Regions from separate parts of the Hordeum vulgare genome. Here region 2 is linked to region 1. A link is a contact called in public Hi-C data. All regions are on one chromosome and are shown on one strand. Each heading gives the region's core, a stretch centred on a gene start, on an enhancer-like site or on the middle of the called end of the contact. The rest is flanking DNA. Distances are from core to core; before and after follow the strand shown. Region 1 holds the start of LOC123426413 (WRKY transcription factor WRKY51-like). Region 2 holds the start of LOC123426414 (protein root UVB sensitive 1, chloroplastic).

What was found. A called contact is a pair of places that touch in the nucleus more often than the background predicts.
Region 2: a contact with region 1 is called in a Hi-C map of leaf, with 6 times the contacts expected there. The contact joins the promoter of LOC123426414 here to the promoter of LOC123426413 in region 1. A contact is called at or near these places in 3 of 6 Hi-C or Micro-C datasets (leaf and seedling) and 1 of 1 datasets of contacts at active chromatin or transcription factors (embryo).

The regions. Positions count from the first base shown.
Region 1 is chr2H:399,653,902-399,659,777 of MorexV3_pseudomolecules_assembly, forward strand. It overlaps LOC123426413 (WRKY transcription factor WRKY51-like), which reads left to right and starts at 2,621. Exons shown (of 3, transcript XM_045110249.1): 1 at 2,621-3,383; 2 at 3,503-3,628; 3 at 3,753-4,156. The coding sequence starts at 2,710. The coding sequence ends at 3,909.
Region 2 is chr2H:400,166,975-400,172,850 of MorexV3_pseudomolecules_assembly, forward strand. It overlaps LOC123426414 (protein root UVB sensitive 1, chloroplastic), which reads left to right and starts at 3,588. Exons shown (of 7, transcript XM_045110251.1): 1 at 3,588-4,384; 2 at 4,482-4,757. The coding sequence starts at 3,674.

The DNA.
Region 1 (5,876 bases), core at 1,371-3,870:
TTTTCTTTGAGAAACCAGCATGAGCTCTGCCTTTGCATTAAGAAGAAGAGAATTGACCAGATTATAAGGAAAACCGGTCAAAGACCGATACAACAAAACACACACCAGCCTCGAGGCTGCGCACCCAACGAGCCAACTACCCGTGCCGCCCAAACGGCCAGAGTTGCCACCCTACCACAAGACCTGGAGCCGCCACTCCGACATACAAACCTCATCAACACACGCACATGTTGGCCCCGAGGCCGCACTCCACACGGGCCAACTACTCTGCCACCCACGTGGCCAGATCCAACACTCCATAACACCGGTTGTTCCTCGGAGCCGTCGCTCCGACTTAGGCCCTGTTTGTTTCAGAAGTCCCAAGACTGTTTTTAGTCTCAACTAAAAAGTCCCCAGTCCCTACCCGTTTGTTTCCATGAACTAAACAGGGACTAGAGGTCAGTAAATGACATGCAAAAAGACCATGTTACCCCTAGTAATGTACTATAAGTTATTAAATGACATGCTAAAAGTAGGGGCATTGTTCGAAAAAGTGACAAAAAGTCCCAAAAAGACCCTCTCATAGGGACTTCTTCCTTTAGTCCCATACACCCCCTTTTAGTTCCTAAAAGTCCCTCCTGTTTGTTTCACATGGGACTAAAAGGGACTTTTTTAGTCCCTACATCAAAAAGTCTCTGGAAACAAACACCCCTTACCCACCGGCCCCAAGGCCGCGCTCCATCCGAGCCGACGATTCTGCCGCCCACGCGATCAGAACCGACACTCCACGACATTGATCTCCGGAGCCGCCGCTCCGACTTTCTCACCGATCCCGAGGAGACGCGCACTCCTCACCGACGACGAAACTGCAAAAGCCATCGTGAACTGACGAAGGACCAGACCTCGAAGGCGTCGCCCCCAAAATGGAAGCGATGGGAACACCGCCGACGCCCGCTTCGATCAAGGTCGAAACTTAGGTTTTCACCCGGAGAGCGAGAGTCCGAGGTGACAATGGTGGTGAAAGGGCTCCACAACGTCGCTTCCAAGAAGGAATGACATCCTAGGACGCCGACGATGCCAGCAACGACCAAGGTCGAGCAAGGCTTTAGCCCGGAGCTCACCAAATCCATCCTCACCACAGCGAGCCCAACAAAACGTCTCCGAACTTGTCGTCCGTCCTCGCTCAAGCCACATGACCGAGCACGCTGGACAACCTGCCGCCGCCAACATCCATCGGGTTCACAAACTGACACAGCCTACCACGCATCATAGCAGCCCCACCCCACGCACCTTCGGGCAAGAAAGGCCCATCTCCACCGTCGGAGACCACCAGCGTTGCCATGCCGCCACCCCCGCAGCCACCACAACAGCGCCACCGACAGGAGCCCCCACCCCGCCTCCCGCGAGGCCCAGGACAGCAGCATCCCTCACGGCTGCACGCCGAACCCACCAGTGTGACGCCGCCGTGCAGCCATCCATAGTTGCACCTCGCCGCCACCAGCGCAGCTCCCCCAACCGAAGGAGGGGACCCAGGCACCAGCGCGCCCCACAGCCGCGGCTCGCCGGAGCGTCGCCACGACAGCATGCCGAAACGCCTCATTCGCCAGATGTGGGCGCCGGGCGCCACATCGACGGCCGTCAGCCTTAGCACCGCCTTGCACGTCATCCAGCGGAGGAAGGGGATGGGCAGCACCGTCCTATGCTCGGGCCGCCGCCAAATGCAGGCCATCGATCGGGGCCGAAGCCACGCGGCGCACCACGAGGTGAGTAGAAAGTATTGCATTCACTATTCGAAAACTCAGGAAAAAAAAACTCTGTGTTGCATTGATTCAGTCCGTGACTAGAAAGTCTTAATCACTCGTTGGATGAATTCAAGAAATCAGTTGGGTTGGTCTACGCATTTCCTTTGGAGACCAAGAAATGCGAGGGCGCGGAAAAAAAGTCAGAGCTCATTTTCCCGTCCTTGAATTGAATCCACGAACCAACTGCATTTCCATTCAGGCATTAAAGTGGAGCATTGACTTTTTCCTCACTCCCCGTCCCACACGACATGCCAAATCTTACGTGAATGAAGAAACAACAAAGGGAGGTCTCTGACAGGTGGGTGGCGAAACCAGCACAGCATCTCACATCATTGGCACCATTCACATAACTGTTTCACGCCACCAATTTCGATTTTTGGGGCGAAAGCGTCACGAGGTTATCATTTCATGCAAAGTCTCCTCTTGCAAGCTGTGTATAGTACAGTAGTAGGAGTAGGATGTAACAGTAGCACTGACAACTGGGGCAAGGTCAGTACCTTTCATTGTCCGGGCCCTGGTGTCCGTGAGCCGTGAGGCGGAAGCGGTTCGTATGCGTAGCGCCAGGCGGTCGCTCACCTTGCAGTTGGAACCAACTGGTCCCGTGCCCCCGCCACGCGTAACGCTGTTCCATAGTCAACTTCCTCTCTCCATCCCACCGTCCGTACCATCCAACGGCTGGAGATAGCCACCGGCTAAAGCCCGTTTTTCTGCTCTGGGAAGCACAGGATCCATTCCCAGCCGTCGATCGGGCCTCTGCTTTGACCCGAACTGGTCCACCATCTGACCACCACCCGCTGCTCCCGGTTACCGCCTCGCCCTGTTTTATAATCAGACCTCCCTCGCGTCTCCCTCACTTCTTCTTGCCCCATTTTCATTGTCCGGCGAGCACCCTGTCTTATCTTGTGAGGCGGAGGCGGAGGCGGTCGCGATGATGACCATGGATCTGATTGGAGGATACGGGAGGGCGGACGAGCAGGTGGCAATCCAGGAGGCGGCGGCGGCGGGGCTGCGCGGGATGGAGCACCTCATCTTGCAGCTCTCCCGGACAGGCACCAGCGAAAGCTCGCCGGTTGGGTCCTCGGAGGCGCCGGAGCAGGGGAAGCAGCAGGTAGACTGCCGGGAGATCACTGATATGACCGTGTCGAAGTTCAAGAAGGTGATTTCTATCCTCAACCACCGCACCGGTCACGCCAGGTTCCGGCGCGGGCCTGTGGTGGCGCAGTCCCAGGGCCCCGCCGTGTCCGAGCCGGCGCCGGTGAGGGCGTCTTCGTCGAGGTCCATGACGTTGGACTTCACCAAGGCGTCTTCCGGGTACGGAAACGACCCCGGGTTCAGCGTCTCGGCCGCGAGCTCATCCTTCATGTCGTCTGTGACCGGCGACGGGAGCGTGTCAAACGGACGCGGGGGCGGGTCCTCGCTCATGCTCCCGCCGCCACCTTCGGCCAGTTGCGGGAAGCCACCGCTGGCGTCATCCGTGGCATCCACAGGTGCCGGTGCCGGTGCCGGCCAGAAGCGCAAGTGCCACGACCACGCGCACTCTGAGAACGTCGCCGGCGGAAAGTACGGCGCCTCCGGTGGCCGCTGCCACTGCTCCAAGCGCAGGTTAGTAGTCCAGCAGATTCGATTCATCCAGTGATGGATTTCGTTTTCGTCTGCCGGTGTTATGCATGTATGTATCGTTGCTACTGAACGAGAAAACTGAATGAATCGAGAACCCGCAGGAAGTCCCGGGTTCGGCGGATGACTCGCGTGCCGGCGATCAGCTCGAAAGCGGCGGAGATCCCCGCGGACGACTTCTCGTGGCGCAAGTACGGGCAGAAGCCCATCAAGGGTTCCCCCTACCCACGGTGAGGCAGCATCCCTTCCCTTCCCTTCCCTCCGGCGAACTTACCGCCAATTAAAACAGGTGTTATCTTCCGGTCTGGGCAGGGCAGTGAACTAACCACCAGTTGCTCGGTGATATGCATGCAGAGGTTACTACAAGTGCAGCACGGTGCGCGGGTGCCCGGCGCGGAAGCACGTGGAGCGCGACCCCAGCGACCCCTCCATGCTCATCGTGACCTACGAGGGCGAGCACCGGCACAGCCCCGCGGACCAGGAGCCGCTCACCCCGCTCCAGGAGCTCTGAAATCTCTTCTCGTTACCGTCGTCCTCGGCATGTTAATTAAACTTAGCTTTGCTTATCACCATGTTCCCTTCGTTACTGTTACTAGCACCGTATTACTAAGTGTAGAATTTCTCTTTCTTTTGGTCGCATCAGTGTAGTAGCACTAAGCATGTAAAAGAACAAGTGTGCTAGGAAGCTTTGAGCTTTGAAGAAGAAGAAAAGGTGAATGGTAGCGGAGAGAAAGAGAAGGATGTGTTTTGACTTTTGACTGCAGTGAGTGAAACAAGTTTTTCAGAGTTGGGTTTGATCCCGTGGCTCGGGCTCCGGGCGGTCAAAAGAGGGCGGGGCCCGGTGGTTGAACGGGCAAATGCTTTTGGTCCCGGGTGGGGCCGGTTCGACAGCGACGTGATGGGTGGGCGGAAGCGGTCAAGGAAAGCGGCAGGTGGTCCCTATCGGCGCCGCTGGCGTCGTTGACTCGTGCGGTGCGGTGCTCTGCGGGATTGTTGTTTGTTTGTTTGCTTGCTTGGGCTCGTTTGGCGTGCGGTGCGGCTGGCTACGTCCACACCCGCCAGTGTGGACGTCCGGTCGATAGCGTCTTGGTCTTGGTTGGTTCGCCAACGGTGTCGTTGAAAATCGGGCGTCCAGCTTTAAGTAGCTGTTGTGCGGTGCTTATAGTGTTGAATTCCTTTTTCCTTTATCTAATTTATTTATGCTCGTGTCCGTCTGGTCATGCAGCACCGCTGCTATTTTTTTTTCCGAGATCAGTAGTATTATTTTTTTATATCTAAATAATTGTAGTTGTGCAGAATTTATAGTTAAAATTATTTTGGAAATAATTACAATTATTTTGGTACAGAGAAAGTAATTTATTTCATAATGGAAGAACTGGAACCGTTGTCGAGAGTTTCTCAATACATGAGGCCCTCTGCCCTGTGGCTCCCTCACTCAGACGATTATACTTGCTAGTCACTGCTGCTGCTACCACTCTGTGGCCACCATCTAGAAACGCCGGGAATTAAATAATAACCAGGTTCCTGCTGATTGTTGGTACTTCTAGTATATCTGTGACGCTATCGACTGTCGTTTCACATAAGCCGGCATCGAATTCTTCAACAACATTGAAGGGAGACTTTGGATTACGCGATTGAAACAATACTAGTACGTAGATGAAATGCTGTCAGCAGTCGCACTTTGTGTTTCTTTTTTCTCGAAAGAGAAGCAGGTATGCTATTTGACTCACTCGATCCCTTCTTTCCTCCTAACCTCTCCATGTGACGTGGGCCCACGACCTCCATGACTCTTTCCAGTGGCCGTGGCATCTTGTGCCTCGTCCTGTCCTCTGGTAGTAGTAGTATTTTGGTGGGGTTGGGTTGGCTTTTTGCAGTGCTGCGGTTAAGACTTGGTTCGATTTTGCTTGGATATGTTGCGGAAAAGGCATGGAAAAAGGCGGAGACAATCAACGTTGGTGGAGAGGGAGGTAAAGTCAAAAGGGCATCTTTTCGGTTCATATGTTTCTATTGTGTGTTGGAGGGAAGTGCAGGTGGACTTGCTCGATTTCGCGCGAATGTATGCCGCGTTTCCACTCCCACCAACTCGCTGGATCTTCTACGGCCCCAACAGCACGCACACGCTTATATACACACATAAATATTAAATACTTCCTCCATTCTAAATAAATGTCTCAAACTTAATACAATTTTATACTAGAGTTAGTACAAAGTTAAGACACTTATTTTGAGACGGAGGGAGTACTTGCTATTCATCAACGCACACACGAATCAGCAAGCAAATAAGAGCACCTACAGGTCGGCCTGTCGAATTCGGTATCTTAGATCAATTACAATGGGGCGATTCATTTTGTGCGTCCATGAATGTTTGGGTTCGTGTGAACAAAAACACTGGCCCAATGCGTCGATCCATTTTCAAAAGCCGACCTCTTCGTGTCCGCGCTGATTCATTTTCGATCCAAATGTGCATCCATGTAGGTT
Region 2 (5,876 bases), core at 2,338-4,837, 510 kb after region 1:
GTGTTGGCGGTTTGCATATATTTGTGAGAAGTTAGCCTAAAGTTTTCTTAGATGTGGGTGTCTGAGTGGGTCTCTTGTCTACCCGAATGTTCGTATTTATGGTAAATTTCTTGTTAATACTTATAAATCTTTTTAGAGATTTTTACTAGAGAACTACATACGAAGTAAAATAAGTGAATTTATATTTTAGAGTATGTCTATATACATCGTATGTATGTAGTCTTTTAATAAAAGAAAAGTATTGAAATAAACCGACTGATATCTGTCCCGCGTAAGCCGCTTCTTCCGTGTGGCGCGTGTCCTCTATCACGACCACACAACGCTTTCCTGATGGTGATGTTAGCCTTTCACGAAGACTGGCCTCGTCTACACGTTTCTCACCAACTCTTCTTCTCCTCCGCGTGATCCCCTTTTTTGCATCCTCAATGGTTCCTCACCCATCAGCTACCACTGCATGGTGGTGCAGCCGCTGCCACCACACATCACGTCACACAGCCCAACCACTATGCAGCAAGCTCCGCGTCCGGAATACTCGCTATGCACCCTCGTTCTTGACGTTCGCTTGCATTGCAACTCAGCAACTCGTCGCCGAACGTCATGACGCGATGCAACCTCATCGGCGACTGCTGATGCTGCAAGTCGCAGGCGGTGGAGCTTCAGTGGAGTACTTGTCGGCGCCTCCGGCGCTGTGATGTAGCGCTCCTCAGCGGCTGCCAGTGCTGCTATCTGGGGGCTCCAATGAAGCTCGACCAGAGTTGAAATATAGCTTCGTTGGAGCTGTCGGAACTCCGTGAAGGCTGTAATTGAGCTCGACCGGAGTTGCAATGGAGCTTCTTCAGAGCGTTGAAGCTTCGTGGGAGCTGCAATGAAGCTCGGTCAGAGTTGCAATGGACTTCGATGGAAGCCGTCGATGCTGCGTTGGAGCATCCCAGGGGGCTGCCATGGCACATTATTGAAGCTGTTGCGATGCGTTGCTACCGTGACATTGCTAGGATCCAACGGCCCAACGTGTTGATCGGACGACTGATAATAAAACCTTTAAAAATGACTTATATTTAGGATCCAACGGCTCCAAACTTTCATTTCTAGCAGCGCCTTTAATAAAACCTTTAAAAAAGACTTATATTTAGGATCAGAGGGAGTATATGACATCATTATCATACTTTTGATTTTTTTGAAGGGTCATACTGTTGAACTTTTTTGAGGGGTCGTACCGTTGAAAATATAACTCAGCGCTCTCGATTCCCAAAGTTCCACGCATGTTGTTTTCCCACAAATTATAGGCCTGTTAGGCCCTTGTGCATAGTCCAGCCCAATTTCCATATTGCGTGAACCCTGCCGCTAAACCTCATAGAAATCCCTATTTGACTCATTCTGCGTCAAATAGTCGGGGCTCGGCACACCCTCATGAGAAGACTTGGGCGGCCCCAGTTTCGCTTGCCGAAGGTTCCCTGAATCGTATTTTTTCTGTTTCTGTTTCTTTTCTTTTTTTAAGGTTACATTTTTTAAAACTAAGTCCATGATTGAAAAATTGTTCTTGAAATTCAGAAAATGTTCTTGCTTTTATAAAAATATTATAAATTACTATTAATTGCCGTTTAAAAAAACATAACTTTGAAATATGTTCGAGATTTAAAAAAACGTCAGATATTTTCAAAAAATATTTGGAATTTTTATAGAACGTTCTATTTTTTCTTCCAAATATGCTATTGTTTTCAGTTTCGTTCTTTTCCTTTTCTTATTTTTTTGGTTGACATTTTCTAATTTTTGTTTTGAATTTCAAAATTTGTTTCCGTGTTCAAACTTTTGTTCACCATTATATTTAAATGTCCGTGCTTCCAAAAATAATCAGGAATTACAAAAAATGTTCTTGCTTTCGGAATGTCTTTATTTTTTCAAAAATATGCCATGTTTAAAAAATTGTTCTCATATTAAAAAAACTGCAGGATTATCCAAAAAATGTTCTCTTTTCCCATAACTTGGTCATAATTTTCAAAAACTGTTTTTGTTTTCACATTTTTATAAAAAATGTTCCTGTTTTATGAAAAATGTTTCTCTTTTTAAGTTTTTGTTCACAAATTGAAAATTTTGTTCACAAATTCTAAAAATGTTAATGATTTGAAAATCTTCGGAAATTTTAAAAAATGGTCTTCATTTCCTAAATATGTTTGACTTTCTACAATATATACGTAAGTTTGAAAAATGTTTGTGTTTCGAAAAGTGTACATCAATTGAATAAATGTTCGCAGTTCAAAAATTATTTACAAATTTCAAAAAATGTTCCCTTTTCCATAATTTGGTCACAATTTTCAAAAAATGTTCTTGTTTACACATTTTTATAAAAAATGTTCCTGTTTAACAAAAAATGTTTCCTTTTATAAGTTTTTGTTCACAAATTGAAAACTTGTTCAAATTTTGTTCACAATTTCTAAAAAATGTTCATGATTTGAAAATGTTCGGGAATTTTAAAAAATGTTCATCATTTTCTAAATATGTTTGCCCTTCCAGAAAATATATTAAATTCAAAAATGTTCGTGTTTCAAAAAGTGTACATAAGTTCAATAAATGTTCCCAGTTTAAAAATTATTTACAAAATTATTTATTTTTCCTTTTTTCATAAATTGGTCACAATTTTGAAAAAATGTTCTTGTTTTCACATTTTTATACTAAAAGTTAATATTTTACAAAATTTCGCTTTAAAAAATTGTTCAAAATTGAAAACTTGTTCCAATTTTGTTCACCAATTCTACAAATATTCATGATTTGAAAATATTCGGGAATTTTGAAAATTGTTGTTCTTCTTCTTAAAAATGTTTGCCTTTTCAAAATGTGTATGTAAGTTGAAAAAATGTCCGTGTTTCAAGAAGTGTACATAAGTTGAAAATTGTTCTCGGTTCAAAATTTGTTTACCAATTTGAAAAAATGTTCTTTTTTTCATAAATTCTTTTCACAATTTTATAATAAAATGTTTCTGTTTTACGTAATATGTTCCTCTTTTTCTTAAATATGTCACAAATTGAAAAGTTGTTCAACTTTTGTTCACCTTTTCTAAAAATGTTCATGATTTGAAGATGTTCAGGAATTTTTAAAAAATTATTCAGGTTATAAAATATGTTTACCTTTTCATGTTCTGAAAATGCACGTTACTTCAAAAAATCTTCATGTTTCAAAAACTCTACGCAAGTTCAAAAATTGTTTACAAATTTCAAAAAATGTACTTTTTCAAAAAAAATTATATACTTTAAAGTGATCACGTTTTAAAACATTTTATGTTTATAAAAATTCTTGAGAAATTCAAAAATAATTCCATTTATAATTTTTGTTTGTAAATACAAAAGCTGATTATGTTGCTGAAATTTTAGAAAAATAAAAACAGAGAACCTTTTAGAAAAAAGAGAATGAGAAACACAAAAGAAAATAAAGAATAAGACAAAAAAAGAAAAGGAAAATAAGTAAATAAAGAGGGAAAAAGAAACGAGCTGGTTAACTGGGCCAGCGCAGTCGCTTCGCTAGCGGCGGCGGCCCAGTCACTTGCCTGTGCGAAGCCACCCTTATTGGACGGGTCCCATGCTTGAGAACTCCAAGCCGCCGGCGCCGGCCGCCTCTCTGTTCCCTCCTAGACACCTCCGCCTCGTCGTCCCAACCCCGCCTCTCACCAAACCATTCTTCCTTGATGTCCTCGTCTCAATCTCTCATCCTCCTTCTCACTTCCCCTCTCCCCCCGCCTCCTCGTGTCGTCGCCGCCATCCCACCATCCTCGCGCCCCACCACCGCTAGCCGCTTCCGCCACCTCCCGCGCCTCACCGCCAATCTCCGCCTTCCGCCGCTCGCGACCTCCGGTTCCGGCGGATTCGGAGATGGCAATTTCCATGGTGGGGGTGGGGGTGGCGGAGGAGGAGGGGGTTGGTGGCAAGGCGGGAGAGGAGACCCTCCCGACAAGCCCGGAGACGGGTGGCGACGGTGGCTTCAGTCCCTCCATCCCGAGCTCTTCCTCTTGTTCTTGCTCCTCCAGTCCGACGCCTTCGCTTCCATCCCATCCGCCCTCGCGGATGCCCTCGGAGCAACCGGCGGTGGCGTCTGGGAGGTGAGGGGCAGTGCGCGTACGCTGCTCGTACCCAACCCGACCGGAACTTCATACCTCGTTGCGGGAGACGATAAGCGGAAGCAAGAAGAGGGGATTGAAAAGACGGGGGCCGGCCCTGCTAATTTTGCCGAACTGCGGAGGCAACTTGAACGGTCATGGCGGCGATGCACAGATGTTGCTCTTCAGTTGCTGCTGCCTGATGGATACCCGCACAGCGTGAGCAGCGACTACCTGCACTACTCGCTGTGGCGGGGCGTGCAAGGTGTTGCTAGCCAGATCAGCGGCGTGCTCTCTACGCAGGTATCTTTCGTAAACGCGTGTGATAGTTATATATGTGCAATTCTAGAGTCCGCCAGGTAAAATTTAGTATTTCTATCCGGTGAACTGTATTCTGCAGGCGTTGCTGTATGCAGTTGGTTTGGGTAAAGGAGCGATTCCTACGGCCGCCGCAGTGAATTGGGTGCTGAAAGATGGGCTTGGCTACTTGAGCAAGATACTGTTGTCGAAATTTGGGCGACATTTTGATGTGAACCCCAAGGGATGGCGGCTGTTTGCAGATCTTCTGGAAAACACAGCTTATGGGCTGGAGATTTTGACTCCGGTGTTTCCTCACCTGTTTGTTCCCATTGGTGCAGCCGCTGGAGCTGGCCGATCAGCAGCTGCTCTGATACAGGTCAGGACTGTTACTTCTTGTATGGGTTATCAAATTATCAGAATTACAATGTTCCTAACCTGTGCATTGCACTGGGTAAACCATCACCCTATTTTCTCCATCCAATTCAATCTAGATCCGCGAACACAACTGCTCATAAAAGTGGTGACTGAGTAAATTTTACTGTCTAGAACATGCTATTAACCTTTATCACAAACTAAGACTACACAACTATCTCTTTAGAACCAGTATGCACATGTAAATAAACAACTGATTCCACATGCTTTGAACAAGCATTTCTTCTGGCAATTTATACTTCCTCTGTTCCTAAATATAAGTCTTATTACACATTCCAATAGGGGACTAAATACGGAACAAAATGAGTGAATCTACACTCTAAAATATGTCTATATACATCCGTATCTAGTTCAATAGTGTAATCTCTAAAAAGACTTATATTTAGGAACGGAGGGAGTACATAATATTGCATATTTCTCATACTACGTAAACAGTCTAATTTCTACAACAGTATGTGGGTCAATTCTAGCCTTTTGCTATACTGAAATGTGATATTCACGTTTAAAATTTTTGTACTATTCCCTCTATTCCTGATTTGCATTCGGACCAAGACAGATGTAGAAGAGACTGCATTATCCCTCTTCATTAGCCTACTTGTTACTCTTGAATGGTGTGTGTTGCTCACATATGATTCACTCACATATTGACTTCTATACCACGTCCTTTGGCCACCTCCAGTGCCACATATGACTCTGTTCATAAGCATGAGCATAAAGTACTTAGTGATACAAAGAAGTGATATTGCTGTTCAGGATACAGAAAATTGTGGACCCATTATTATAAACTACTCCCTCTGTTCCTAAATATAAGTCTTTATATATATTTCAATATAAACTACATACGGATGTATATAGACGTATTTTAGAGTGTAGATTCAGTCATTTTTCTTCATATGTAGTCCATATTGAAATCTCTAAAAGGACTTATATTTAGGAGCGGAGGGAGTACTAAATACCAAGCAAACCCTCTGTATCTTTTATGAGAAGTAGCTCCTGAAGCAGCACCATTGATGCAAGTCACTGAAAATTACAGTCAACAAAACAAAGCATCAAACATCTTCAG